Linked DNA regions of Urocitellus parryii: region 1 is linked to region 2. Evidence: chromatin contacts called from public Hi-C data. All regions are on one chromosome and are shown on one strand. Each heading gives the region's core, a stretch centred on a gene start, on an enhancer-like site or on the middle of the called end of the contact. The rest is flanking DNA. Distances are from core to core; before and after follow the strand shown. Region 1 holds the start of Gpr107 (G protein-coupled receptor 107). Region 2 holds the start of C4H9orf78 (chromosome 4 C9orf78 homolog).

Region 1 (5,540 bases), core at 8-2,507, 160 kb before region 2:
AAGCCAATTCAGTTTGCTTCTACCGCTTTACAGGAATACTTTCCTATATCAATGAGGCCAGGCACCCGGTGTTTTAAATCCAGAGATGTAAAAAGAAGAGCACTGGACTGGGAGCTAGAAGGAGAGGTCCCAGTGTGTCCTACTGCTAGTTTTGCCAACAACTTATAAACTGTATGAACTCAACGACACTACTTCATCTAAGACCAGATATCGTCCTCTAAGAGAGAATTTTAAAGACAGGGTGTTCTGAACCTGGAGTGGGAAACCTGGGACAGGATTATGAAGCCTCAGACAGCCCACCAAAGTTTTGCCCAGATTTCAACGTGCACTTCTCCGCTCTCAGCAGATTCTCAAAGGGAACTAAGATCCACCATCCTTCTGGGATTAAAAACCATTTTATTCACGGCAATTTTTATGGATCTGGCCAAGCTTTCAAATCTGAAATCTGGATTCTTTAAACTGCCTGCATTCCCAAAATACAGCGTCACGGTTACAAGACGAACTTCGTGCAACCCACAAACTTCTTAGAAAACTGTACACTGGCTTCGGGTCATAACGATGCTCTTTCCTATTCCCCATGTGTATTAATTAACCTGTGGAACCACCGGGTCGTTACGTGTCCGCCTTGGAGGACTTTCACCGGTGCCTTCCAAGGCCAGAGCCCAGGCCCATCATGAAGCTGGCTGACGGGAGCCGGGAAGAGGCGCCAGGCCCCCTACTTGGGGGACTGCGGGTAAGTAGTTCGAACGAGGAGTGACATTCCTCCGGAGAAGCTCACTGCGGTCGCTCGGCGCCGTGCGCGCCCCGAACCTAACCGGTACACCGGGGCTGGTTCCGCGCGGCTCGGGCCCGCAGACACCGGGGCGCGGAGGCGGAGCCGGCGGAGCAGGGACGAGGTAAAGCGGGTGAGGAGAGCGGCCGGCCGGCTGCGAGGACAGAGCCGGGACCCGGCGGGCGCGGTGGAGCGGCCCGGCCCCACGGCCCGCAGCCCCCCGCCCTCCCGGGACCGGGCCGGAGCCGGTGCCCCGTGCTCAGAGGCCGCGGGCCCGAGCTGCCCGGCCCGGGAGTGGCCCCGGCCCTCCCGGCCCGCCCTTACTTTGAGTGCCAGGTGGTGGACGCGGCCCAGGCCGGGCCCGGCCAGCAGCTGCAGCAGCCCCAGGACCGGGAGCAGCCGGAGGCCCGCGGCCAGCCGAAGACGGCGGGAGCCCGAGGGGCCAAGGGGCCGAGGGGCGGCCATGTTGGTTCCAGCATCACCAGCTGTTTCCTCTCCCGCCCACTTCCGGGGTCAAAGGGCGACGGCCACCGGAAGGGCCCGGGGAGGGGGCGCGCGGCAGGAATCCCACGGGCTCGGGAGTGGTCTCGCCCGAGGGCCGCCCACCGGGTCACCCAACAGCCTCCTCGGCGCGGACTTTGTGGTCAGCCGACGGAGGCCAGGCCGCCGGGGACGCCGAGGTTGTTGCCATGGCGACGGCGGCCTCCGGGGCCGACCGCCGCCTCGCGGGGCTCCGGAGCAGCCCGGGCGGGGAGGCGGCGGCTCTGACTGCACCGGCGTCCGGGGTGGGAAGCGTGGGGAAGCCCTGAGTGGCTGGGTCCCTTGGGTGCCCTCCGGGCCCTTCCCACGGAATCTCTGCAGAAGTGGGTGCAGCAGGGGGGCGTGCTGGGACCCCTGCAGCAGCTCACTCCCTGGGACGAGCTGGTGAGACGGGAGGTAGGTGTTTTCCTCGCCCCGCTCCACAGTCTCGCCAACCCGGGCTCTAGAAATGCAGCCTGTGTTCCCGCTGGAGCCGGGGATCACTGGAAGCTCTGAGAACCGGGGCTGGGACCACGCACTGCAGCCGAACCTGCCGCGGCGTCCGTCGGAGACGAAGGGGTCGAGAAAACGTGGTGTCCACACACAGCGGAGTTGCATTCAGCCATAAAGAAGAACGAAATTATATAATTTACAGAAAAATGGATGGAAGTAGACACCATTGTGTTTAGCAAAATAAGCCAAACTCAGAAGGTCGAGTCGTTTGTTTTCTCTTATGTAGAAGCTGCAGAGGAAAGGGGGAAAGAAAGGTCGGGGGCGGGGCAGAGATCTCCAGAAAATCAGAGGGCGATGGGTCAGTAGTGGAAAGGGCCCAGGGTGTGGGAGGAGGGCAGGGAGCGGGGAAGTGCTGGGGAGGGATGTTGGCCAAATTATCTTGCCATATTGTGTGCATGTCGAGTGTGTAACAACAAATACCATCGTTATGTACGATTATAATGCACCAATAAAAAATGTGGGGTGGGGGGGGGAGAGTTGGGGCTGAGAGCATATTTCAGTGGTAGAGCCCTTGCCAAGTGTGCCCCAGGCCCTGAGTTCCATTTCCAGCCCCTACACAAAGAAACGAAAACAAAAAAGAAACCAGCCCTGTGTTGAATTCCTTTTGGCCATTTCAACCCACCAGAGGAGTCTCCGTCTTAATATTTTTCTCTTATTCTGTTTGGACACCTTCCTGGTCATTGGAACTTATCAGGACCTCCTTAATGGAAGGGCTGGGCAGTAGACCCCTTCACTCACCTTTCTTTCTTTATCAAGGAGTTATAGAAGAACATGCTTGTTAGCTTTGCCTCCTGAGTAGCCAGGTTTGTTTAGTTTTTAGAGTCTTGTTTTTAGCTTGCCACACAAGTAATATATGCTTTGTGTGTGTGTGTAACCATTTAAGTAGAAGAGGAAAAATAAACCACCAAGAATCCCAATACCAAGTGACTACCAGTGTACTAGCGTTTTTTTTGTTTGTTTGTTTTTTGAGGTACTGGGGCTAGAACCCTGGGTCTCGTGCATGCTAGATAAGCACTCTACCACTAAGCTGTACCTTAGCCCTTTAAAGAAAAAGATTTTTAAAAAATCTTTATTTATTTATTTTTTATGTGGTGCCGAGGATCGAACCCAGTGCCTCATGCATGCGAGGCAAGCGCTCTACCACTGAGCTACAACCCCAGCAAAAAGTTTGTTGTGGGACAGGATCTTCCCAAGTTCCCAGCTGGCCTTGCACACACCATCCTCCTGCCTCAGGCTCCAGAGTTGCTGGGATCACAGGCGTGGGCCATCTCACCCGGCTAGTTTTGTGCCATCTTGGTCCTGAATCTGAATTTTTCCCTTAACTCAAACACCAGTAGGAAGAGTTCTGTCATACTCTTTGCAAAGACAGAAGTGGGAAGCTGAGCTGGAGCCAAGAAGATTGCAGTTTATCCTAAAATGTCTTGGTTGGTCACCACAGGAAAGGCAATGATTGCTAGTGGGCAGAGAATTCCCTTTCTTGCTGGGCACAGAGGCTCAGTCCTGTAATCCCAATGAGTTGGGAGGCTGAAGCAGGAGGATGGAGAGTTCAAACCCAGCCTCATCAATTTAGGCCCTAAGCAACTCAGCAAGACCCTTTCTCTCATAAAACGTATTTAAAAAAAAAAAAAAAAAGTTGTGGCTTGGTGGTTAAGTGCCCCTGGGTTAAATCCCTGGTACCAAAAAAAAAAAAAAGTAGTAATAATATAATGTATATATTCCCTTTCTCTCCCAACCTCTGATCTTTGGCCATCTATTTTGAATGTCAGTCATGTGTGAACAGAATGAGAATAAGAAACTCTAGAATTATTATTTTTATGACTCCACACATTATCTTACTTAGCATCACAAAAACCTTATAAAGGTTTGGTTTGGGTTTGTTTTGATACTGGGGATTAAACCCAGGGGCACTTAATCACCCTTTTTAATTTTGAGACAGGGTTTTGCTAAAATGCTTATAATTAAGGCCTCACCTAGCTGCTGAGACAAGTTTTGAACTTGTGATCCTGTTGCCTCAGTCTCCAAATTACTGGGATTACAGGCATGTGCCACCACACTTGGATTAGGTATATATTTTAATTCCCTTGTGTTTTCTGATGGGGCTTGGATGGATTGATTAATCTATTCAGGGACTCTACTCATTTATGAATGACTCAGCTGGAACTCCTCCTCCAGGCCCTGTTTACAAAGCCTAGCACATAATCTCTGTCCTGCATTGTTGTAAAGAAAAGGTGTTTACATACTATAGTAGGCTGGAAGGGTCCTTAGCTAAGGCAGTTGAAGATCCATCTACCTTATTTAATAGATGTGAAAACAATTCCAGGGAACTTAAATGACTTGCTCATGATCAGACAACCAGGAGCTAGAGATTTAGTTCAATGGCAGAGGGCTTGCCTAGCATGCGCATTCCCCTGAGTTCAGTCCTCAGCCCTGGGGGAAAAAAGCAAGGAAGATCAGACAATGAGTTGAGTGATTTTTAAGAAGCTGGAGATGGGCTCAGTGGTACACACTTGTAATTCCATAACTAGGGAGGCTGAGGAAGGAGGATCTTAAGTTTGAGGCCTCAGCAATTTAGTAAGACCCTGCCTCAAAGTAAAAAAGGCTGGGGATGTGGCTCAGTGGTTAAGTGTCTTGGGGTTCAATTTTCAGTAACCCACCCCCCACCCCAAAACAACAAAAACCCCCAACTACCACCTCTACCAACAAGACAAACAACAAAACAGGACTGGAATCTCAGCTGCTTTAGAATTGGCTCTGGGTTTCTTGTACTTTATCACACGTTGCTTTCTCATTCTTAGAATTTTACTTTTTAAAAAAGGGAAAGCCCAGAGTCTGACTGTGGTATGTTATGAAATGTAATGCTAAAGAAGCTTTCAAAAAGCATTTTTAAAAGCAGCTGCTGGGAGTGTAGCCCAGTGGTGCAGTACATGCTTAGCGTGTGACAGGTCTTGGGTTCAAGTCCCAGCACCAAAATATTTAAAAATCAGCAATATGAAAGAACACAATAATGTAAAATAAGTGACATTTCTTTTAGGTAGCAAGAAGACATTAAAGTCAGGTGATTCTCACTTCTGTTTGAAACTACCCTTAAAGGCAAAGGTGATTTTTAAGTTTAGTTATTTTTCCATATTCTGAGATTTGAGCCTCCTAGGCAGGAGCTCTACCATTGGCCAGAGGCAGTGGCACATGGCTGTAATCCCAGCATCTTGGGAGGCTGGGACAGGAGGATCAAGAGCTCAAAAGCCAACCTCAGCAACTCAGCAGGACCCTGTCTCCAAATAAAATATTAAAAAAATGGGGATGTGGCTCAGTGGTTAAGTGCCAGTACTGCTGGGTTTAATCTCTGGTACCAAATAAATAAACAAAAACCCTACCACTGAGCCTCACGCCGCCCTACTTTTAAAGTTAGGCACCTCCTGACACAGTGGCACACACTTGTAATACCAGTGACTTTGAGAGACTGGTGTTAAGAGGATGGCAAGTTAAAGGCCTGTGTTGGCAACTAAGTGACACCCTCTCAAAATAAAACAGAGCTGGACATCTAGTTTAAAAGTAGCGCATCTTGGGTTAAATCCCAGTGCCACAAAATAAATAAATAATCTAATTAGGAGCCATTTTTTAGAATTTCTAGTTTTAAGTTTTAATGTAATACTAAAAACAGGAAATGAGCAGGTAGAGTTCTAATTCCTTTCAATAATACAATAGTGATGAAACAAAATAGTTTCAAAGTAGAAAATAT
Region 2 (5,332 bases), core at 801-3,300:
AACTCCCAAATAAAATTAAAACACAAGAGAACCTAAATTTCCTGGAGGCCCCTTCTGAGAAGCAGTCTCATTCCTCAAACCGGCCTGACAAGACAGAGGGACTGCAGTCCCTCAGTCCTGCCACCCACTGTCAGACTGATAACTGCCACTTTTGGGCATTACTCTTTTGTGGTGCTGGGGTTGGAACCCAGGGCCTCATGCATACTAGGCAAGTGCTCTTCTACTGAGCCACACCCCAGCTTCTAAATGGTATCCAGTACCCCCAGATGGGAGGGGGGCTAAGCAGGCAAACAAAGCCACCTCTAAAAGTGTGAGAGCTGAAGACCCTGAGTTCCTGGCTTCCTGCAGCAATTCCCAAGGAGCCTCTCCTTCTGTTGACAAGGACAGGGTGTCCAGTGAGTGCCAGGTACATCTGGGTTTGGCTGAACCAGAATGCAGAGGGCAAGGGGCTGGGGATGTGGCTCAAGCAGTAGCGCGCTCGCCTGGCATGCGTGCGGCCCGGGTTCGATCCTCAGCACCACATACCAACAAAGATGTTGTGTCCGCCGAGAACTAAAAAAAAAAATAAATATTAAAAAAAAATTCTCTCTCTCTCTCTCTCTCCTCTCTCACTCTCTCTAAAAAAAAAAAAAAAAAAAAAAAAAAAAAACAGAATGCAGAGGGCAAGACTTAAGACTTTTGATGTATGGCTTTCGACTGAAGCCAAAAGGCTGTTTCAAGAAGCCCTGAATCTTATTTGTCCCAGTCCAAGAAAGAGAACAACAATCTCAGAGAAGACTGATCCAGAGAAAAGTAAGGAATTCCAGAAATGTTGCCCTGCTTTAGAATGATCTTCCAGAAAAAAAGAGGCTCCATCAGCCCCTCCCACAGCCAATGGGAGCCGCAGCAGCTGCAGCCGTAGACACCCACAGAAGCCAACTGTGCCAGGTACTGCACAACCCCTGGAGCAGATCGACACCTGCACTGACCCCTGCTCCACCTTCAGGCTGTGCACCCTCGTTCATGAAGTAGAAAACAACTGAACCTGCTTCCCAGGACTGCTGGGAGAAATCAAGGAGGTAAGACTTCGCCAGTGCCTGCCCCAGTAAGCACTAACAATCGAGTCTTCTTTCAAAGGAGAATAGAGAGGAGAGGAGAAAAACTATTACTAAGGGGTTCCTAAAGTCCCATGAGCATTTTTTTGCATTTTTCTATTTCCTAAGCATTTGCTGACACCCGTTTTCATATAAACTTTATCCTCACAGCATCTGCGGGGTGGAAGGTGTGGAGGGCAGAGCGCCTGTCCTCCTGGCAGGAGGAAGACAAGGCCTGTGTCAGGTAGGAAGGAGGCCAGCAAGCGCCCGAGGAAGAGCGCCCTGGTCTCCAACCCTCCGAGTGGCTGTCAGCCGAGGCGAGGCATCTCTCGGGGAGAGGCGGCCTCAGGCAGTGGGCGCTGCGACTGAAATTCACCACCGTGGGAGAGTGGTCATCTTTTGTCCCTAAAGGGGAAAAAATGCACGTCAGGGCCCAAAGCCGGGGGAAATAAAAGTCAGCGCCTCAGGACGCCACGCGCACGCTTTCAGCGCTGGGTCAGGCCTCAGCAGAAGCCAGAGACCAGGGCGGCCCCCGTCTGGAGGAAGCCACGGGCCCTCGGGGGCTCGATGCGCGGCGCCCGGGAGGCCCCCCAGGCGCCGGCCGGAGGCGGGGAGAGGGGCGGCGGCGACCAGGGCATCCCGGGCTCCGCTCACCTGGCTGGGCGTTCCGCGCATCTAGCAGCGCCAGGCCCCAAGGCCCAGAGAGGGACTGGGGGTCTTCCCTGCTCGGAGAGGCCCAGCCCCCGAAGCAGCCGGCGGCGGCCCGGAACTCACCTGCCGTCGCCACCGCGCCGCCGCCGCCTGTCAGTCAAGCGCGCCCTCAGCAGCGCCGCTCCGGGCCGTGGGGCCAGGCAGAACTCGCCCCGCCTCCCCCACCTCGGCCGCCCAATCGGAAGAGGACGACGCCACGTTGGGGGCGGGCCCCGGGGCGGGGCGCCCAGGGGGCGTGATCGGCGCTCTGACAGCAACGCCGCGCGCCGGAAGCGGCCCGGAACTTGGCGCGGCGGCGCGGCTGCCGGACCCGGGGCCGGTTCCACCATGCCGGTCACCGGGAAGATGTTTCGCCGGCGCCGGGCCGACTCTGAGTCGGAGGAAGATGAGCAGGATTCGGAGGAGGTTCGGTGCGTTTGGGGCGGGGCTTCCACCGACCTAGAAAAGAGAAACTGGCACGGGAGACTGACCGCTGACCGGGCGCTTCCTAGACTGAGTTAACTGTGAGCTGGGGCTGTTGTTCCTTCTGGACAAAGAAATTGAGGCTCCTGGGTATGAGGCCGTCGCCCCAGGCCGCACAGATGGGGGTGGTGCCCCGGGATATGCCTGGATCTGACTCCCAGGGGTCCGAGGCGCAGGGTCACCCTCTTGACCACTGTGCGGCGGCTCTGCTTGGGGTCAGGGTGCCCTCCAAGCAGCCTGTTGGCTCTGGGTTCCACGGATGATCTCTCAGCTTGGGCATTGCTTTTTTTTTTTTTTTTTTTTTTTCCAGGCTAAAACTGGAAGAGACCCGAGAAGTGCAGAACTTGAGAAAAAGGCCTAATGGGGTGAGGTGGGTACCACGGGGACAGCCGGGTGCTTGGCCGGTGGTAAAGACAGACACGCCCCTGCCTGAGTTGTCATCCAGACATTTCAGAAATGGCTCTTATTAACACATCGTACACCTTCTGCTGCTTGGAGAGGGGACCAATGTTGCTTGTAGACGCTTAACCACATGTCCAGAGAACAGTGGTCTCTGGGAACGCTCCAGAGGTACAGAAACAGGTCATGAACTTGCACTTTAATTCACCCGATTAATTTTGTGAAATACACATTGATTATTAAGAGTTTAGGAAATTTGGAAAAATATAGTCCAAATAAAGAGTACCTTCCAGTGACTGGGGAGGTTGAGGCAGGAGGATCACAAGCTCAAAGTCAGTCTCAGCAACTTGGTTAAACCCTCAGCAGCTTAGGGAGGCTCTATCTCAAAAAATATAAAGAATTGGGGATGTTGCGTATAGATTAAAAACACTTGGCTTCAATCCCCAGCACCAAAAGATAGATAAATAATGTTTATGCTTGCTCTCTGCACTCATAATTTGCTGATCCAGAAGTAACTAAGGTTAACATTTAAGGTTCTTTCCGGTCTGTTTCCTCTTTCTCTTTTGTGAAGATTTTCAGCAATGTGATATACATACTTTTTCTCTTGCTTTTTTCAACTCATTACAACATTGTGGGCATTCACTCATATTGTGGAATACTTTTCAGAAAATGGCTGTATAATATTCCAACAGAACTATGCGCTGTAATTTATTAACAAATCTATGTAGGTCATTTGTAAATTTTCACCATTGAAGATGGCTGAAGCAGATATTCTCTTGCATTTGTCTTTTTTTACTGCACTTTCCTTGATGACAAAATCTTAGAAATGAGATTTTCAGGCCAAGACATGATGAATGGTTTTATAGGAAAGTGTACTACTTCCCCCTCGCCCTCAGCATCCACAGTAAGCCATTTCATTTTAATTTAATTGTGGGACTTTCCACCTGGCTTTCTTTTCTATCCCTCGGATCTTGCCCTTTATACTTATATTGCATCCTACAAATTTCTGACTGTTCCTCCTTATTGCTGAATTGTGATTTCTTTTGTTTTGCACAGTGCTGCTGCCCTGCTGGTGGGAGAGAAGGTACAAGAAGAGACCACACTAGTGGTAAGTTATGGGGTCCTCTCAGTGGCTTCTCTTTTGTAGGGGACTGTTCTTAAAACCAGTGATGACTGCTGGACATGGTGATGCACGCCTGTAATCCCAGCCACTTGGAGGATGAGGCAGGAGGATCACAAGTTTGGGGTCAGCCTCAGCAACTTAGTGAGGCTCTAAGCAACTTAGCAAGACCTTTATTCAAAAAATAAAAAGGCTTAGGGATGTAGCTCTGTGATTAAGCACCCCTGGGTTCAATCCCTGGTGTTTTAGAAAAAAAAAATAATGATGATGATGGTGATCGCCATGCTCTTGCTGTGGTGCTCCCTCTAACTGTGCTTGCTCTCTGCAGGATGATCCCTTTCAGATGAAGACAGGTGGTATGGTGGACATGAAGAAACTGAAGGAAAGGGGGAAAGATAAGTAAGTGGAGGGTAGACAGATGCAGATTCATGCCAGCCTCTGCCTCAGGCCAAGCACCTTCAGAGAAGGGTTGGAGGGTGGTCTGCAGTAGTACTTTTCATGAAACATCTAGAAGTATCCTTTGTGCTTTTCAAAGGGCATGTTATTTAAAAACAAAAGAAGGGCACTTGCCTAGCATGCTCAGGCCCTAGGTTTGGTCCCCACCAACCCCTGCCCCCAACTCAAAAGAAACAAAACTTTAAAACTTAGCTCAGAGCCAAGTAGGTAGACTCCCTTTGTAAAAGTGCTTTGTTCATTACCTTTCAAACACGAAACCATTCTAAAAATAATATATTCAAATATTACAAAGCTTAAATTTCCCAGAGGTATCACCAGAAGCCAACAGATAGTTGGCATTAATTTTAGTTTGTATATCATACATACCATGTCATGTTTTTTGCCCAGCCATAAACAGAATATTGTGCTTTCTGTTGTGTCCTTGTTTCATTCTTATATCATACAAGCTGGCCACACTGAATGGTAACTTGGAGTCTTTGCCTCACTGCTCTTTCAGAATCAGTGAAGAGGAGGACCTTCATCTGGGGACATCATTTTCTGCAGAAACCAACCGGAGGGATGAAGATGCAGACATGTAGGTGCCAGTCTGTTTGGCTGTGAGCACCTGGAGCTGGGCTGAAGTCAGACAAGTCTAAGATGATACTTAGTCACATTTGACATTTCTAGAGTTCTCTAGAAGACACCAAAGTTGACCTCTCTCTCCCTGCCTCTCAGGCTTCAGAACTTTGAAAACCTCTTAAAAAGCTGGGCATGGTGGCATGCGCCTGTAATCCTAGAGACTTGGGAGACTGAGGAGGGAGGATCCTAAGTTTGTGGCCAGCCTCACTGTATCTCAAAAAAAAAAAAAAAAAAAAATGCAAAAAGGGCTGGGAACGTGGCTCAGTGGTTAAGTGCCTCTGGGTTCAATCCTGGTAGAAAGAAAGAAAGAAAGGAAGGGAGCTGGGGTTGTAGGTCAATGGTAGAGCACTTGCCTTACACGTGGAAGGTACTGGGTTCCATCCTCAGCACCGCATAAAAATAAAATAAAGGTATTAAGTCCATCTACAACTAAATATATTTTTATTTTATTTTATTTTTTTTAAAGAGAGAATTTCAATATTTTTATTTATTT

The links. A called contact is a pair of places that touch in the nucleus more often than the background predicts.
Region 1: a contact with region 2 is called in a Hi-C map of liver, with 5 times the contacts expected there. The contact joins the promoter of Gpr107 here to the promoter of C4H9orf78 in region 2. A contact is called at or near these places in 2 of 2 Hi-C or Micro-C datasets (liver and muscle).

The regions. Positions count from the first base shown.
Region 1 is chr4:205,766,349-205,771,888 of mUroPar1.hap1, reverse strand. Gpr107 (G protein-coupled receptor 107) reads right to left here and starts at 1,257. Exons shown (of 18, transcript XM_026386357.2): 1 at 1,097-1,257. The coding sequence starts at 1,237.
Region 2 is chr4:205,605,288-205,610,619 of mUroPar1.hap1, reverse strand. C4H9orf78 (chromosome 4 C9orf78 homolog) reads left to right here and starts at 2,050. Exons shown (of 9, transcript XM_026386411.2): 1 at 2,050-2,194; 2 at 2,557-2,616; 3 at 3,702-3,753; 4 at 4,094-4,164; 5 at 4,718-4,795. The coding sequence starts at 2,112. Usp20 (ubiquitin specific peptidase 20) reads right to left here and starts at 1,910. Exons shown (of 25, transcript XM_026386480.2): 1 at 1,848-1,910.